Regions from separate parts of the Columba livia genome. Here region 1 is linked to region 2. A link is a contact called in public Hi-C data. All regions are on one chromosome and are shown on one strand. Each heading gives the region's core, a stretch centred on a gene start, on an enhancer-like site or on the middle of the called end of the contact. The rest is flanking DNA. Distances are from core to core; before and after follow the strand shown.

Region 1 (7,183 bases), core at 801-3,300, 200 kb after region 2:
TTAGTTAAACCCACAAAATACAAAACCACCTACAAGCTACAGTTGCTACAGAAGCAAGGTTTTTCCTTTTTGCTTTTTACAATCAGCACCTGCAGTAATAATTCTCACTATTCTTTTTATGATATTCTTTCATTCGTGGCCCTTATTGCACAATAACCATTTTTATGCTCGCCCATAACAAAGCTTTTGCAAATGCTATAACGCGTGACTCACGGTACTAAGAGTACCACACGGCAACACCTTCAGCACGAACACCAGCCTGCGCGTCTGGTTGCTGGTTCAGGAGAAGTCCCATCTAACCAAACAGAGCACCGGTACAACGCATGATGCAGGAGCAGAGGATCGGCAAGGGAGTGTCCAAGGGGTCGTAAGACGTACAAAACTCTAACACAAACATCACATGAACAAAAGAACAAACCCTGTGGCATATACAGTTGTTAACATAGAGATACCTACAAATACGTAGAGGCCTGCAGACATTAGCTCAATCTCATGATCGCTTTCACTGGCCATCAGATTTTTTTAAAGCAAGATTTTTATATTGTTTGCTGCCGCCAAGTGGCGATAATCAGTGCTGTGCCTTCTATATCACAGCAGTCATTAACGCTGGCAAATAAAAAAAAAACAGAAATGAGATACTTTTTGGTTTGTCGTCTTCAATTAGAATCAGCAGTTGTGAAATCAAGTTTCTGCCCCTCCTCTGTCATCTCGTTTTCCAACCACTTGCACGGCCGATCCCTCCTTCAACCCACATGCCCCATACGCTTCCTCCTGCTGCGCTTTGTGTCTGCGCCATCACCGGCTTTCCTTCCACAGCAGGCCTAAAACCTTCAGATTCAAATTCAGCCCTTGCCCCGTCCAGCTCACCGCGTTCCGCCGGGATTTTGGGAGAATCCTTCGCCACCAGCGAGGAGAAAGAGCTGTAACCACTATTAATACAGGACAACGTCAGCCTGCGTGACAATGGTTGGCTTTTCCATTGTTATTTCTTTCATTATCATTTTAGTCTGCCCATCGCACAGAAGAAATGCCAGCACTCTGGCATGACTATTGTTTTTTATTCGTGTTATTTTTCAGCTGGGATATCTATTGTGGAAACTTACACAGTTCCCATCAGTAACCAAACACTTTACACCTCTAAGATTTTTATCCTCACTCCTACACAAAAAGGAAACCCATTGATGCTCTTTTAATGTTATAAAATCAGTTATTACATAGCATATAAGACATTACCTCCCTACATACACCTGAGTGAGCGCAGGAATGCTGTGAGGCGGACTGAGCGCCCCAGACCTCCGGCTGCGCTTCAGCTGCGGCGGCTGGCTCGGCCTCCCACCTCTCGTGTTAAACCTGCCAATGTCTTTCAAATGTGAATTGATGAGCTCTGATATCCGAACGCCACTTTCCTGGTTCAGATCTGTCCAAGACACGTAGAAACCCAAGTCAACTGTTACTTGTTCAAGGACACGTGGTGTCTCATGGTTGCCTCCTGCAGGGGCAGGCGTTGGACTCGATGACCATTGTGGGTGCCTTGCAACTCAGAACATTCTATGATTCGATAATTAATAATAAAAGGATGGGGTTCTAGGCAGACAAGCTGAGTGGATACAGGCCACATCGAGCTCAGCAGGGCACTGAAGAAAGGCGGGTTTCCCTCAAGGAAAGGGCGGGTTTCTCCTCAAGAAAAGGGCGGGTTTCTCCTCAAGAAAAGGGCGGGTTTCTCCTCAAGGAAAGGGCGGGTTTCTCCTCATGGAAAGAGCGGGTTTCCCTCAAGGAAAAGGCGGGTTTCTCCTTTAGGAAAGGGCGGGTTTCTCCTCAAGAAAAGGGCAGGTTTCTCCTCAGGGAAAGAGCGGGTTTCCCTCAAGGAAAAGGCGGGTTTCTCCTTAAGGAAAGGGCGGGTTTCCCTCAAGGAAAGGGCGGGTTTCTCCTCAAGGAAAGGGCGGGCTTCCCTTCGGGCTGGCCTCCCCGCGCCGTTCAGTCAGGGAGGCTCGGAGGGCGGAGCGGGAGCCGGCGGAGGCCCCGCCCGGAGGCCCCGCCCTGGCAGCGGAACCGCCGGAAGGAGGAGGAGGAACGTCCGGTGCCCGCTCCGCCCGCGCACGCCAGCGCCGTTCCCCGGCGAGGGGGGAGCTGTGCGGCGGCAGCGCCGTTCGCGGGGCGGCCGGAGGAAGCCGGGCCCCGCGCCTCAGCCATGTCTGAGGAAGGAGCCGCCAAGCTGCGCCTCAAGCCCAGGAAGGCGCCGGCAGCCTGCAGCCGGGAGCCCAGCCCTGGCCGGGAGCCCCCCCGGCGGCGCCAGTGAGTCCGGGCCGGGGGGGAAATAGCGGCCGCCGCAGCCGCCCCGAGCCCGCGGGGTCGGGCCGGGAAGGTGCGTCTGGGCCTTCAAACGCACCTGCCACTTGAAGTGTTTCCTGCAGCTCCTCAGGATGGTGTTAAAGGCAACTGCATAAAACAGCACCTGTGGTGCGTTTAAAAGATTGAGAAGCCAAGTGCGAAGTAAAGAGCTTTCTGCATGGTGTTTGGCGCACGGTAGCACCAGTGAGGACAGAGCTCGTGAGAAATGTTAACACGTGAAAATTAAGTTTCCTTTCATCAGAACAAGGTTCCCAGGAGAGGAGGAGAGGCCCTTGAGAACGGGAGGAGGGAGGAGAGGCAGAGCCGAGGCTCAGGGAGGGTTGGGCTCTTGTTTCACCTGTTTGCATCCCCAGCTGCACCCCCGCCAATAACAGGGCTCGGGAGCCCCTCGCTGCACTTGCTGGGGGCTGACAGGACTTGGCTCCAGGTCCCACTCCGTGCTGCATCAATCGGGACAGCGACCCGAGAAAAGGCATCAGGAAGAAGTTGGAATGCTGGAGACGGCACTCTGACCTTCACAATCCATCCTGCTGGTGAAATTGTCTTTATACAGCATCACTAGTATTAAAACATTTGAATTCTTACTTTACCTGCCTGATGCAGTTGTACAGAGAGATAAGTAGTTTCAAGGGCCAAGCATACACAGCAGAACCGCCATCCTCAAGGATTTCTGTGCTCAGCAGGTATAGGGATAGCTACAATTTTTGAAACACCAGTGTTAGAGGAGGGGTAACGCAAGTTAAAAGACAAATTAGTAGCAATGCTGAGTATCTTCTTCCCCCCTCACACCCTCAAACGCTTTGACAGTGTTTCTCTTCACAGGCCATTGGCTGACAGATGCTCCTGGTTCGAAAAGGACGACACAAATGAATGTGAAAAACCCTGGATTTTGTTACTGAAAGATCTGCAATGCACAAATGGGCAAACGGTGCCCGGTTTTCCAGAGTTCCTTGGAAAGGTAGCGTGCTGGATCCTTGGTGTCTGCACTTCGTGACAATCTGAGTCGTGTCACAAGCAGGAAAAACAACCTGAAATAGCTTTTAAATACATTGGTTTTCAGCTCCTGCTAGCAATGTGACTTATAACACAGAAAAGCACTCCTTCTAAAGCTGTTTTTTTCCTGTACAGCAGCAAGTGGTTGTTTTCATCCTTAGTCTCTATGGAACACATTAAAAGAGGATCCTGTTGTATCAATTTAGTAAGACATATATTGCATAAACTCCAGGAAGTTCTCAATTGCTGTACAAGCACTGGAGACAGTTGTAAATAAAATGTTCCTTTTTGCAATGTAGTTTAACCTTCTCAGTCTATGTTCAGCCTGGGTTTTATGTATTGATTGAACTGCATTATACATGTGTGTGTTTTACAGAGTTCTGAGGAAGAAAGCCTACAAGAACGAGAAGTCTTTACAGTCAGAATGAAAGACTTTCAATGGGTATCATTCCCACCTTGTTGCAGAGAGAAACATCCAGAACCGCAGGATCTCGGCTCCCCGCAGCTAACACGGAGCCAGATCCACCGCTTGCACGAAGGACGGGGCCAAGCAGATAAACTGAAGACTGTACCTGCTACAGCTGAGAAAACGTGCTGTGTAACTATTCCAGGTCAAGCCAAAAACGTGGTTGGGGGAGACACAAAAGGAAGTTTGACGTGCCACTTGGCCTGGTCGCAAAGCTCTGCAGAGGCTCTTAGTTCTCGGCAGCAGTGCAGGGGGATGGCACAGGCCAGCAGGGAAAACAGACGGGAAAGCGGTGGGGAAGAGCTTCAGATACAACCAAATCAAGGGAAGGTGTCGCTGGGGGAGGCCGCCTGTGTGCCTGCAGAACAGAAACCGCCTCCTGTGAACGGACCTGGGACTGACGGCTGCGAGGAGACTGAACAGAGTGAGGGATCTTCAACTCTTGACAGTTGTCCCATGTGTCTGATTCGCTTCAGTGGAACGTAAGTTTCCTTTTTTTAATAACTTCACAGTATACAAAACCCAGAATGGTTCTGATGTATTATCTATATACAAAACAACGAAAACACTCAAAACTTCTACTGTAAAGTACTTTTAAAATGTCAGAATTATTTCTAATTCAGTTTTGAAGTAATGTAATCTAATAATCATGAACTTCTGGAGAAAGCTAAGTCTGAGCTCTCTGGTGAACCTTACTAGAATATGCAGAATTAGTATTTTTAAATACATGAGTATGAAAAGCTTTTCTGTGAGATTGGTATCATATTCCAGAAAGCACTCCAGTGAAGCATCCTTGCTAGTTGAAAGCAAACTTGCTTCTGAGCAGAGGAATGACTTACCCATCCAGCTACTCGAACGCTTCAGCGATTGCTCAGGACATGAGTGAAGAACAGTGGCAATACGGATTTGACTTGGTTTCTCTATTTGCAGGCTCTCCCAATTGGACATCGATGGCCATCTTGCTCGATGCTTGTCTGAAAGTGCAGATGATGTGATGTGGTGAACGGAGAATGAAGAGCGAAGGAACAAGGCCAAGGACGAACCTCTCTCAAAGGAAAAAGGTGGCAAGGAAGCACATCCTTGTCTCAAAATTCCTTCAGGATCACAAACCAGGAACTCAATAGAAACTGAAGTGCCACCTGCCTGTTTGCAGTCTTCAATCTGCTGAAGCGCCTGTGAAATAGCTGTAGTGCTGAAAATGGTGCTGTAGGATGTACCAGAGACCCCCGCGGAAATGAGACTCAGCACTCCTGGAATCTGGATACTTCTGAATAAGTGTACGGTTGTAAATCACTGAAGAGCCTGTTTTGTCTGACGCACCATAGTTCTGAATCTTTACATGTAGAAGAAAGGCTGAACAAAATAACCATTAGTTCATCTAATCCACAAGTTTGCTGTTCGTGTATCTCAGCAAACCTCTGCCTGCGACTCAAAACCCTGCAGTTCAGGTGCGATCCAAGGATACACAATAACCACAGAATAGTCTTAAAATCCAGGAAGAATCCTACAGATTTAATTTGCAATGGGTTCTCGTTAAAAAGTGCACATTGGACATAGCTCAGTTTGATAAATAATAACAGTCATTAACTTTTTCATTAAAGTCTTTTAATAGATGTGCAAGAATATAAATGATCTTAGCTGTTATGGATTAGTATACCATCTTCTGCACAATTAAAACCAGTCAGCAAAGATCCCAACTAATTAATTATACAAAACTACAAGAACATATTTACTGTTTTACAATCATTAAATTAGCTAGAATTTTCATTTACTATTTCAAATAAGACAACTATATATCATTACCAGATCCATTTGTAATATATTAGGATTTTTTTTCCAAACCACACATTTAATTACATCCTTCATTTTCTTTTATTTATAAAACAAGTACTTTATATAAAAAAATGTCCCCTTCATCATGAACAGAACATTATTCAAACACTTGCACATGAGCAACCAAACTTGTATCCAGCAAACTATTTGGCAACACAGCAACATTGTAAATTCCTGTATTTTTTTTTTTTTAATAAAATCAAGTAGTCTTTACAATGTTTGTTTAGCAAATGTCTTTCCATTCCTCCCTCCCTCCCAAATGTTCTGAAACCTAGAAAATAAAAGATTAAAACCCCCCAAAGCCACATTTCTGAGATTTGCGTGTTCGAGTCGCGTGCCCTGGGCTGGGAGCGGACAGACCCATCTGTCCCTGCCGGGCGGGAGCTGCCTGCACCCGCTCCGCTATCCATTCCTTTTGTTACCGGGGAGCTCAAAACACTGAAAGAATCCTTATTCGGGGCAAATAAAGTAATTGCCAAGAAGGGAAAAAGGAGTAATTTAAAAATGTCAGACTGCATTTAAGAGGTAAATGTGTCCTTCAGTAGATAAAGTATCTAAAGTCCAGGCATTTGAGGCAAATACTTCTTACTGGTTAAGTTATTTAGTGCTGATTAAAACACATTTTGCTTAATATGAAAAGCTACAGGCCAGAGAGAAACCCCCAACTTAAATCTGGATGGGATTAATATGACCAAACCACAGGTCTGCGTAATTGCGGCTAATGAGGGGATACAAAACGTGGATTGTTAATCAATGAGAACGGAAAAGTTTACACAACGTTTTGGCAGTCTGGTCCTAGCACCTCATGACGTGGATGTGAATCCGCAAGATGTTCAGCACCTAACGCAATGCTGTACCCTGAGAAAACCGCATGGTCATGGAGAGGAAGCGAAAGCCTTGCGATTGATCCTGCACTGGACACGGGTCACCGAGATGGCCTGGCACAGGGATTCTCATTTTCTCTGCCTATGCGAGTGCTTTTGTTGTTGTTTTTCCCCAATCTCTGCAACCCACACAACAGAGTTAACCCAAAACGGAGCAAACAGCGATTCTGCCTCAGCAGATCTTACTTACAGAGGCAGGGAAATCTTCACAAGCATCTCAAGTTCAGGTGGCACCGCACACGTACCAATCCGCAACGGTGGCGACGCGAGCTTTTCCAAGCTGCTAAACGAACAGTTGTGATGTTGCCCTTTCCCTGTCCCCGGTACCCCCGCCCCACTTTGCACGAGAAGGGATTTGATCGTTATTCTTAAGCTTTATCCAATTTCTTAGGTATTCATTAAAAATTCTACTTTGATGCAAATCACTTTACCAAAACATCCCATTCTCTTACATAGAATTAGTTATTAATCTACACTGAGTAACCGTAAGCAGACAGTTGACCGTAAGTAGGAGGTGTGCTTTATCAGGAAAGTGTATTTCTTATTATGGTTATTCTAGATTTACTACTTCAACTTTAAGGCTATGCTTTATTATGGTTTTGCTCTATTTCTGAGTATTTGGATAGTTGATAAAAATACTTTTCAAAAATGTAATATA
Region 2 (7,833 bases), core at 171-2,670:
TCAGACAATAATCAGGAAAAGCAGCTTTTGGCCTTGCTTTGAAGGCGGTTTACAGTTAAAAGCACAGGTCAGATCTCATTGGCTCAAGGGAATAATTAAACAACAGCAATTCCTCTTTCATAATGTAACACTCAGTGCTCAGTGTAATGAATTACAACAACCCTTCAGCCACATCAGTAAAGCAAACAATCAGAAAGACACACAAGACTAATACACAGTGGGATGGTCTGTCACTAGCAGAACAAACTGCTGCTGAAACTAAACCATGTCACAACATTTTTCTCTATATCGAAATACAGCAACTAGGCCAACGCGTGGACATCAACAATTGCGGCTTTTACCGCAAACGTTACGGTAACATCATTAAAAATACCACTGCATTTCTAAGTTCTTAACAATGACAGGACCCGGGGCAGCAAAGACATTTAACTCACGCCTCACATCATCAGATACAGGAACGCACAGAACTTTCAGACAACTGCCTGATCGCAATATAAATTTTTCTTAAATTTAAAATACGAATGAAGCACATGACGAGCAAAAACACGTTACTGCTCATACGTGTTTCCTTATCTGACACAGGAGACATCTCTGTGGAGCAACAACATGCTAAAGCAATTTATTGACAACAGGGTCAACGGGCAAACAGTGGAAAATAACCCGCTAGTTATGCAAACTGTTGGTTTGGGGTTTTTTTAGTCCTAAAGAAGCCGCTGTTTAACTGCACCCAGCACCAGGGCGGCCCGGGCTGTCAGACCCTCGGGACTGGGCAGCGGCAGCTCCCGCGCCCCGGGCGCCGACCGAGGCACTTCGCTGACAACCAAAGCGGCGCCGTTCGGCCCGAGACCCGAGCGAGAGGCCCCGGGGCGCCCGCTGGGGTGAGCAGGACCGGGAGCGGCCCCGGGCGGCGGGATCCGAGCGCTCCGGCAGCCCCGGGGGTAGCGCCCGGGCCGCGACGGCCGAGGCCGGAGAAGCCCCCGCGCTCCCGGAGCTCAGGGCCCCCGCCCGCCCGGGATCTGTCTCTGTCACTGTCACCGTCACCGCCCCCGCCCGCCGGCGGTACCGGTTCCCCCCGCCCCGGTCCGGTCCGGTCCGGCCCCACGGGGCCGCCGCTACTCACGGGCGGCCGAGCCGGGTCCTTCCGCTTCCCCGCCCCCTCTTCCACAAAACCCAATATGGCGTCACGGGCGGGGAGAAAACCCCTTCCGCTACCGGGGCAAGAGGGGCGGGTTTAAGGCTCGGCGCTGCCTCGCCATTGGCTCAGAGGAGGAAATGGATGGGCGTTGCCGCGGCGCCGAGCAGGGAGAAGCGTGGCGGCGGGTGTGAGGGCGGGCCGGAGCGCTGCGGTCCCGAGCGCTGCGGTCCCGGCTGCGGGCCCGGCTGCGGGCCCGGCTGCGGGCAGTGCCGCGCTACCGGCAGAAGAACCGCGTTCCGCCGCCGGGTGCGGGTCCTAGTGCGAGCCCGCTCTGCCGCCCGCAGTGACGCCCCGCCCCTCGCTCCCGCACAGCCAATGAGCGCCGGGAGGGTGTTGCCGCGCTCTGTGCCTGCGCGAGGTGGAGGGCGGGGCTGCGGCTGGCCCCGTCCTTCTCCCCTCAGTAGCGCCCGGCTCGCGGGGTGGGAGGTGACGGGCGGTCCCGGGCCGGTGCTCCTGCGGGGCCCCTTCGCTGCCCGTGAGGTGACGGGCAGTCCCGGGCCGGTGCCCCCGTGGGACCCTCTCGCTGCCCGTGAGGTGACGGGCGGTCCCGGGCTGGTGCCCCCGTGGGTCCCCTCACGCTGCCCGTGAGGTGATGGGCAGTCCCGGGCCGGTCCAGCTGCCGCCTCAGCCCGGCCCCGCGCCTGGAGCGGCCGGGACGAGCCTCCCCGGCCGCCGAGTCCCGTCTCTCGTTAAGGCGAAGAGCCGCCAACCCGCGCTCCTGTGTTCAGGCTGATGTAAATACAAACGCTTTTCCTCTTGTGGGTTTGTTTTATTTGTTGTGCTGGAGTTCTCGTTTTATGCGAAGGTAGCGTGGTCGCTAATGCTTTATCTCTGGCTGTTTCTGTGTAGTCTGTAATGCTTATCGTGACCTTTAAATATTTAAGAGCCTGTGTTCCCATTACAATGTAAACATAGATAGTAAGCAAAGTAATATATTGGTCTTCACATGAGTGTTGTTTACATTGCAATTTTGCAATAAGTATCCCTAAGTAAAATTAGCACTTTTACTTTGGCATTTCTACTTTTTCAATATTCAGCCTGGTGTGTGTGTATTTGAATGATTTCGGTTGTTTTCTGTGTCGCCGGTGGGTGTGGGGTCTCAGGTGGGGCTGGGCGGGGGCCCGGGGCCCGTTGGGTGCTCTCAGGGCAGCAGCCTGAGGAGCACAAGTTACCTGAGCTTGTGACAGTCCTGTCAGTTTTATCTTCTTTTTGAAATAGTATCACTTGTACTCTTTAAACCCTTAATATGGTAAAAGACAGATAGTAAGCTTTAAGAAAGCTTAAAGCCTTTGAAGCTGCTAACAGTGCATAGGTATACATTCAGTCATATAAAGGAGAAAAATATGAGAAAATTTCAGCTTTTGACTTGAGCTGAAAATGGAGGTGGACACTTGTCTGATAAAAGGAGTCGGAACAATTATTCTATTTTCTAGGTCAGGACAAGATGTTCTTTAAAGGTGGAAGTCATTACGAGGGCAAGTTTGTCAAGGGACAAATTATGGAGAATGGATCTCAATACGGGGTATCAACAGGTGAGCTTGTAATTACACACCATTGAAAAAATCCATTAAATTCTGATATATATATATAAACATGTATCATAAGCAGCCAAACTGATTTAGTTCAAGCTGCCAGTCTTTCATGGTGTTCATTGGAGAATTGTGGTTTTCGGGTTTTTCTGTTGGTGTCTAAGTTTAGGCTGGGTTAACTTCTAGGCACCTCAGGAAGTTAATTAAATGTGTTAATGGTAGAACCCAGAAACATGTATCATCAGTTTTTGGTAACAGCCTCAGTGCTTCAAAGGTCCACACACGTGCAGGCTTGTGCTTATATGAAGGGCTCTTCAAATTCTGGACAGAAATGGTAAAGGTTTTAAAGAACTTGCCCATCCATAGCGCATAGTTTATTCAGCTTGTGCATGGCATACCAAGAGAACGTTTCAGTGAATTTATCTCACAGCGTTCTGAGCAGAAAGTAGTTGTTTAAAGATCTGTCCAAGTAACTTGCTCCAGAAGAGGATTTCTCCTTTTTCTGTTTATTTTTCTGTAGGTCAGTGACTTCTCCACCACTCTAAGCCCTTAAATCAATGATCTGTAAGACTGACAGAAAATAAGGGGTGACCGCGTGGAATATGGTGTCTTGTAGAAGTAAATTGGTTGTATACCTGACAGAAAAATAGTTATCCATTATCTAGCATATCGTTTCTTGAGACATTGAAGACAGGATATTTTATGTATATATGTATTTGTGTGCACGTATATGCACACGCAGTTTCGTGCCACTGGGTGTCTCTCCAGCATCTGTTTTGTGACTGAATTAGTAAGCTCTTCAGGTTTACACTTGTTCAGTAACTGGTCTATCTCGGTAGGGTTGTAAGCATTTAGTACTATATTGAAGTTTACACTGGATATGTGCTCAAAAGTAACAAGATACTCTGGCCGAAAAACCACCCTGATAGTACTGACAACAGTATCTCGTTGATTTATTTAGTATTTATATATATATAGTATTTATATTATGCAGAAAATTATATTAAAAGACAATTGCTTAGTGCAAGCATTTCACATTGAGTAAAAATGTCAAGAGGTGCGAGATTGAACACCAGGGAATATATGAAAAACAAAGCCCCTGAAAGCTGCTAATTAAAAAAAAAATACACAGTGGCCTGGCTTGTCTGCTTTTAGTGCATTTGTATGTGCACACATTTGAGAATGGAAGAAAACAGTGACAGGTGAATGAAATTTGCAGAGGTTAATGAAGTAAAACATGCATTTTCTCCATGGAAGTGTTTCCTGTCTATGGTTCCTTATTTCTGGCTGCTCGTAAGCAGATGCCGTGTTCCGCGCTGGCCCTGTTGCTGCTGCTCTGCGTGCTTTGGCAGCGCTGTCTTGTCTCCCTTCCCAGAGGAAGACCTGCTGGTGCATCCACCTGTTAGCCCCACCGAACAGGTGGCAAAAGCCTCCTGGGCTCCTTCACCTGCAGCTTTTGTTCCCCTGCCCCCCAGGCCATGAGTTACCTGTTTGGAAGAGTCACCATTTCAGTTTCGATGCAAATTTATATAAATTACTGGAATTTCGGTTGCTCAGAGTTATAGAAAAAAGTGGTAAGTACTAATGACCCACTTACATCATCTTTTTCTATATTCATGAACAGGTGTCTTTGAACGCTTTGCCCTGACACCCAATGTTGGGAGTAAATAACATTAAAAATGTTGTTCATTTCTGAATAAAAATCATCAAAATTTATATCATCATGAACTTCTTTATTTCTGTTTTGGTCTCTATTAGCAGATTGCAGTGGTTTTGCTGCCTTGTATGTCTCTGAATCACAGAAAATACAGGTCCTTGCTAGAACTCAGGGATTTTGTTTTGTTTAAAGCAGAATTTCCTGTTCCAGTTTAAAAACAAAGCCAAACACAAGCAAACCAACCCCACAGTGTGATACAGCCCATCACTGGAAGCTCACTGCTTTTTCTTTTTCCCTGTTTCCAGCTCCCCTTTGTGTACTCACTGGTAGCTCTTTTTCTGAAGGCCCCTATGTCGCTCTGGTTGTTCACGCCTTTGTTTCTCTGCATAAATGTGTGATGTATAGATAGTGCTTATGTGGACGTCAGCATTTCCAAACCTTGCATGTGTTGCATTGCTAAGCAACTTTTAGCAACACTTATCTTTCATCCTTATGCCATCTGGAAAAGAGGATTAGACAAGGAAATGTGCCAGAGAGAGACAAAGGCGAATCTACGAAAGAGGTGGCTTAATTACTGAAGAGAATGAGTGACATTAATAGTAGGCAGTCATCAGAGTTGATTGAAAGCAAGCACAATGCCTTTACAGGTAGTGATAAGGAGCCTCTGAAAAAGGTGGCATAATTCCTTTCTTCTTGCCTCTGAAAACAACCCCTATTCCTGATTATGACGTTTTCTGTCCTGTCAGCAAATACCTGTGAAATGCCTGGCAGATTTCCCTGAACTCCCCTGGGGTAGGACCACAAAGAAGACTCGGTTGACTCTGTTCTCAGTTAACGTTAGTAAAATTTTGGCTGTGGTCTAATCATCTCAAGATTGTAGTACATTGACTAAGAAAGGGTATACTAGAAAAACTGCACCTTCATCATGATGTAGTAATAAATTGTACAATTACATGTGCAGGCTTAATGTTGCTAGAAGCTTTAATTGGCTCATACCTAACCTGCTGTGGTATTCGGCTTTGCAGCCTTGGGAATCTTTAAATTGTTATTTTATGTAAAGGGTATATCTTGGGTGAAACGCAGTCTGGATTTAAATAACTGAAGCTCTTTGGAATTGAGTTTGGTACTCTATTTCACTTTTCACAGTCTTTAAAAAGCAAAATAATGTGTGATTCTGTACGTGACAAAGCAGTTATTCATTCTTGCCATGTAATTTAATGCAGTGTAATATGAACTGAAGGAGCTCACATAATAGTATCCCACAGTAACAAACCTTGGGCAAGAAATGTTTGATTCTCCCCCCTTTTCCCTTTAGAGGCATGCCACAAAATCCTTGGTTGTTGTGTGGTCTCCTATTCAACTTTTCACACAAATGTTGGAAGGGTATTTATAAAAAGCATGGAGGACCACCCACTTTGCTATTGAAAATTGGTTGAAATAATCCCTTCTTTGTAATTTAGCTGTGCTGTTGTCGAAATTTAAAATCCGTGTGTGTTTCTGTTTAAAGGGGCAGTGGAGAAGTGACGTATTCGGTGAACGGGGCGCTGTGGTGAATTGTTCTGGTGACATCTGTGATGGACTGTGGATCAATGGCTACCCTGCTGGTACGTACATTCCTTATGCTCTCCAGTTATTAACGAGTCTTTGACATAACGCTTTGGTTATCCCTCTTTTGATTAATATGATCTGACTATGGTGTTCAGCATCCTCTGAGCACTCGGTTCTCCTGGAGCGCACAGTTCTCTGTTTGACTGAGACCTTTCCTGAAGGGAGGGAGCGGTTCATTCCATTTAAATGCAGAACTACAGTGAGGTATCAAATGTTCTTGTAATGCATTCTTATACCTGCAATGAGGGAGAGTTTTTTGGTTTTAATAATGTGGCTTTTTAATTTTAAAGTATTTTGGGATTTAAAAGTTAGAAACATAGCAAACCAAACAAACTGTGTGCATGCACAGTATGCAGATGTATGGGAGTAATCCCAGTTAGTTTAAATTACGTCACTGGCAATAGGAAATAATTGTGCAGTAGGTTATAATTTGTGAAGAACAGAGCAGGAATGGATCTCACCATAGGGCATAACAGAAATGGCTTAATAGAAAGCTTTTCTAATCCAATTGACTTGTGCATGATGGGACTGTTTATGCTGTTTACACGGGATATAGCAGTTCCAACTTGAGTGCAGCTGGTCAAGAGGTGCTCATAAGTAAATTTTTGTATTGCCTTATGCAATATCAATGTATCACCTCAAAGGAAATGATCTCAAAAACTCAAAATGCAGCATGTATGCGTGTACACATGGTGTCAAGTAGCAAAACGTATCAAATGGAACTTGGAAGAACAGATCTGTGCAGCAGCCCATCTTAAGAATATTTGCATGTCAGAATCTCTACCGTAGGATGTTAACCCTAAAAATGAACTATTTAATCAAAATCAGAAAGATATAATTCACCAGATTGGTTTATTTCTTTAATATTAGATATACTTGTAATGCCAGGTCATATTTATTAGAACCCAGAATGAAAATTTTTATTTTTAGAAACGTTTCCTATGAAGTTTTTGTAGGTTTCATAAGTCTCGCAGTTAAGTGCTTCTTTAATCTGGTCAAAGTTGGTAGTAATCAAAATTCATAGCTATGTTCAAACCCTGTAAAATGTTGTGATGGACTGTTTTATGATTAGTTAGCAGATGTTAACTTTAACAGGCCTTTTTTTTTCTGGCTCTGTAGCTGAACAATAAGGAATTGAATAGGTCTTGAAGAAATCTCTACACAATCATGGAAGTATTCTCTTCAGATTACTGTAAGGATATGTTTGAAGAGAGAAAATTTGTTCCACTCCTGTTCATTGGGTACTTAGACTTAATTTTCCCTTTTCTCAGCAGTGCAATCACTGGCATTCTGTATTAAGAAAGCATGGTATTCCTGTTTATTGCTAAAACTTAATTGTTTTTAAAATATTTTTTAAATGCATTTTTGTGGAAGTCAAGGTTATTCACAGAATCCCAGAATGTCAGGGGTTGAAGGGCCCTGGAAAGCTCATCCAGTGCAATCCCCCCATGGAGCAGGAACACCCAGATGAGGTTACACAGGAAGGTGTCCAGGCGGGTTGGAATGTCTGCACAGAAGGAGACTCCACAACCCCCTGGGCAGCCTGGGCCAGGCTCTGCCACCCTCACCGGGAAGAAGTTCCTTGTCAAATTTAAGTGGAACCTCTTGTGTTCCCTTTGAACCCATTGCCCCTTGTCCTGTCACTGGTTATCACCAGAAGAGCCTGGCTCCATCCTCCTGACACTCACCCTTTAGATATCTGGAAACATTAATGAGGTCACCCCTCCCTACACCCTACAACAGCCTCATATTCTCCCCAGGTGGCCAGGCCCTCCTTCCATGGTCTAGAAACTCTCCTCTTCCACTTGAGCATACCCAGCAGTTCCCTGTTTAACCACGCAGGT

The links. A called contact is a pair of places that touch in the nucleus more often than the background predicts.
Region 1: a Hi-C map of liver shows a contact between it and region 2, with 4 times the contacts expected there. The contact joins the promoter of FAAP20 here to the promoter of RER1 in region 2. A contact is called at or near these places in 2 of 2 Hi-C or Micro-C datasets (crop and liver).

The regions. Positions count from the first base shown.
Region 1 is chr21:1,549,577-1,556,759 of bColLiv1.pat.W.v2, forward strand. FAAP20 (FA core complex associated protein 20) reads left to right here and starts at 2,051. Exons shown (of 4, transcript XM_065037460.1): 1 at 2,051-2,292; 2 at 3,172-3,307; 3 at 3,719-4,290; 4 at 4,739-5,830. The coding sequence starts at 2,189. The coding sequence ends at 4,811. It overlaps LOC110355797 (a long non-coding RNA gene), which reads right to left and starts at 1,956. Exons shown (of 5, transcript XR_002408724.2): 1 at 457-1,956.
Region 2 is chr21:1,355,116-1,362,948 of bColLiv1.pat.W.v2, forward strand. It overlaps RER1 (retention in endoplasmic reticulum sorting receptor 1), which reads right to left and starts at 1,421. Exons shown (of 7, transcript XM_065037464.1): 1 at 1,121-1,421. LOC102089086 (a long non-coding RNA gene) reads left to right here and starts at 1,490. Exons shown (of 7, transcript XR_010467404.1): 1 at 1,490-1,929; 2 at 2,629-2,727; 3 at 5,889-5,985.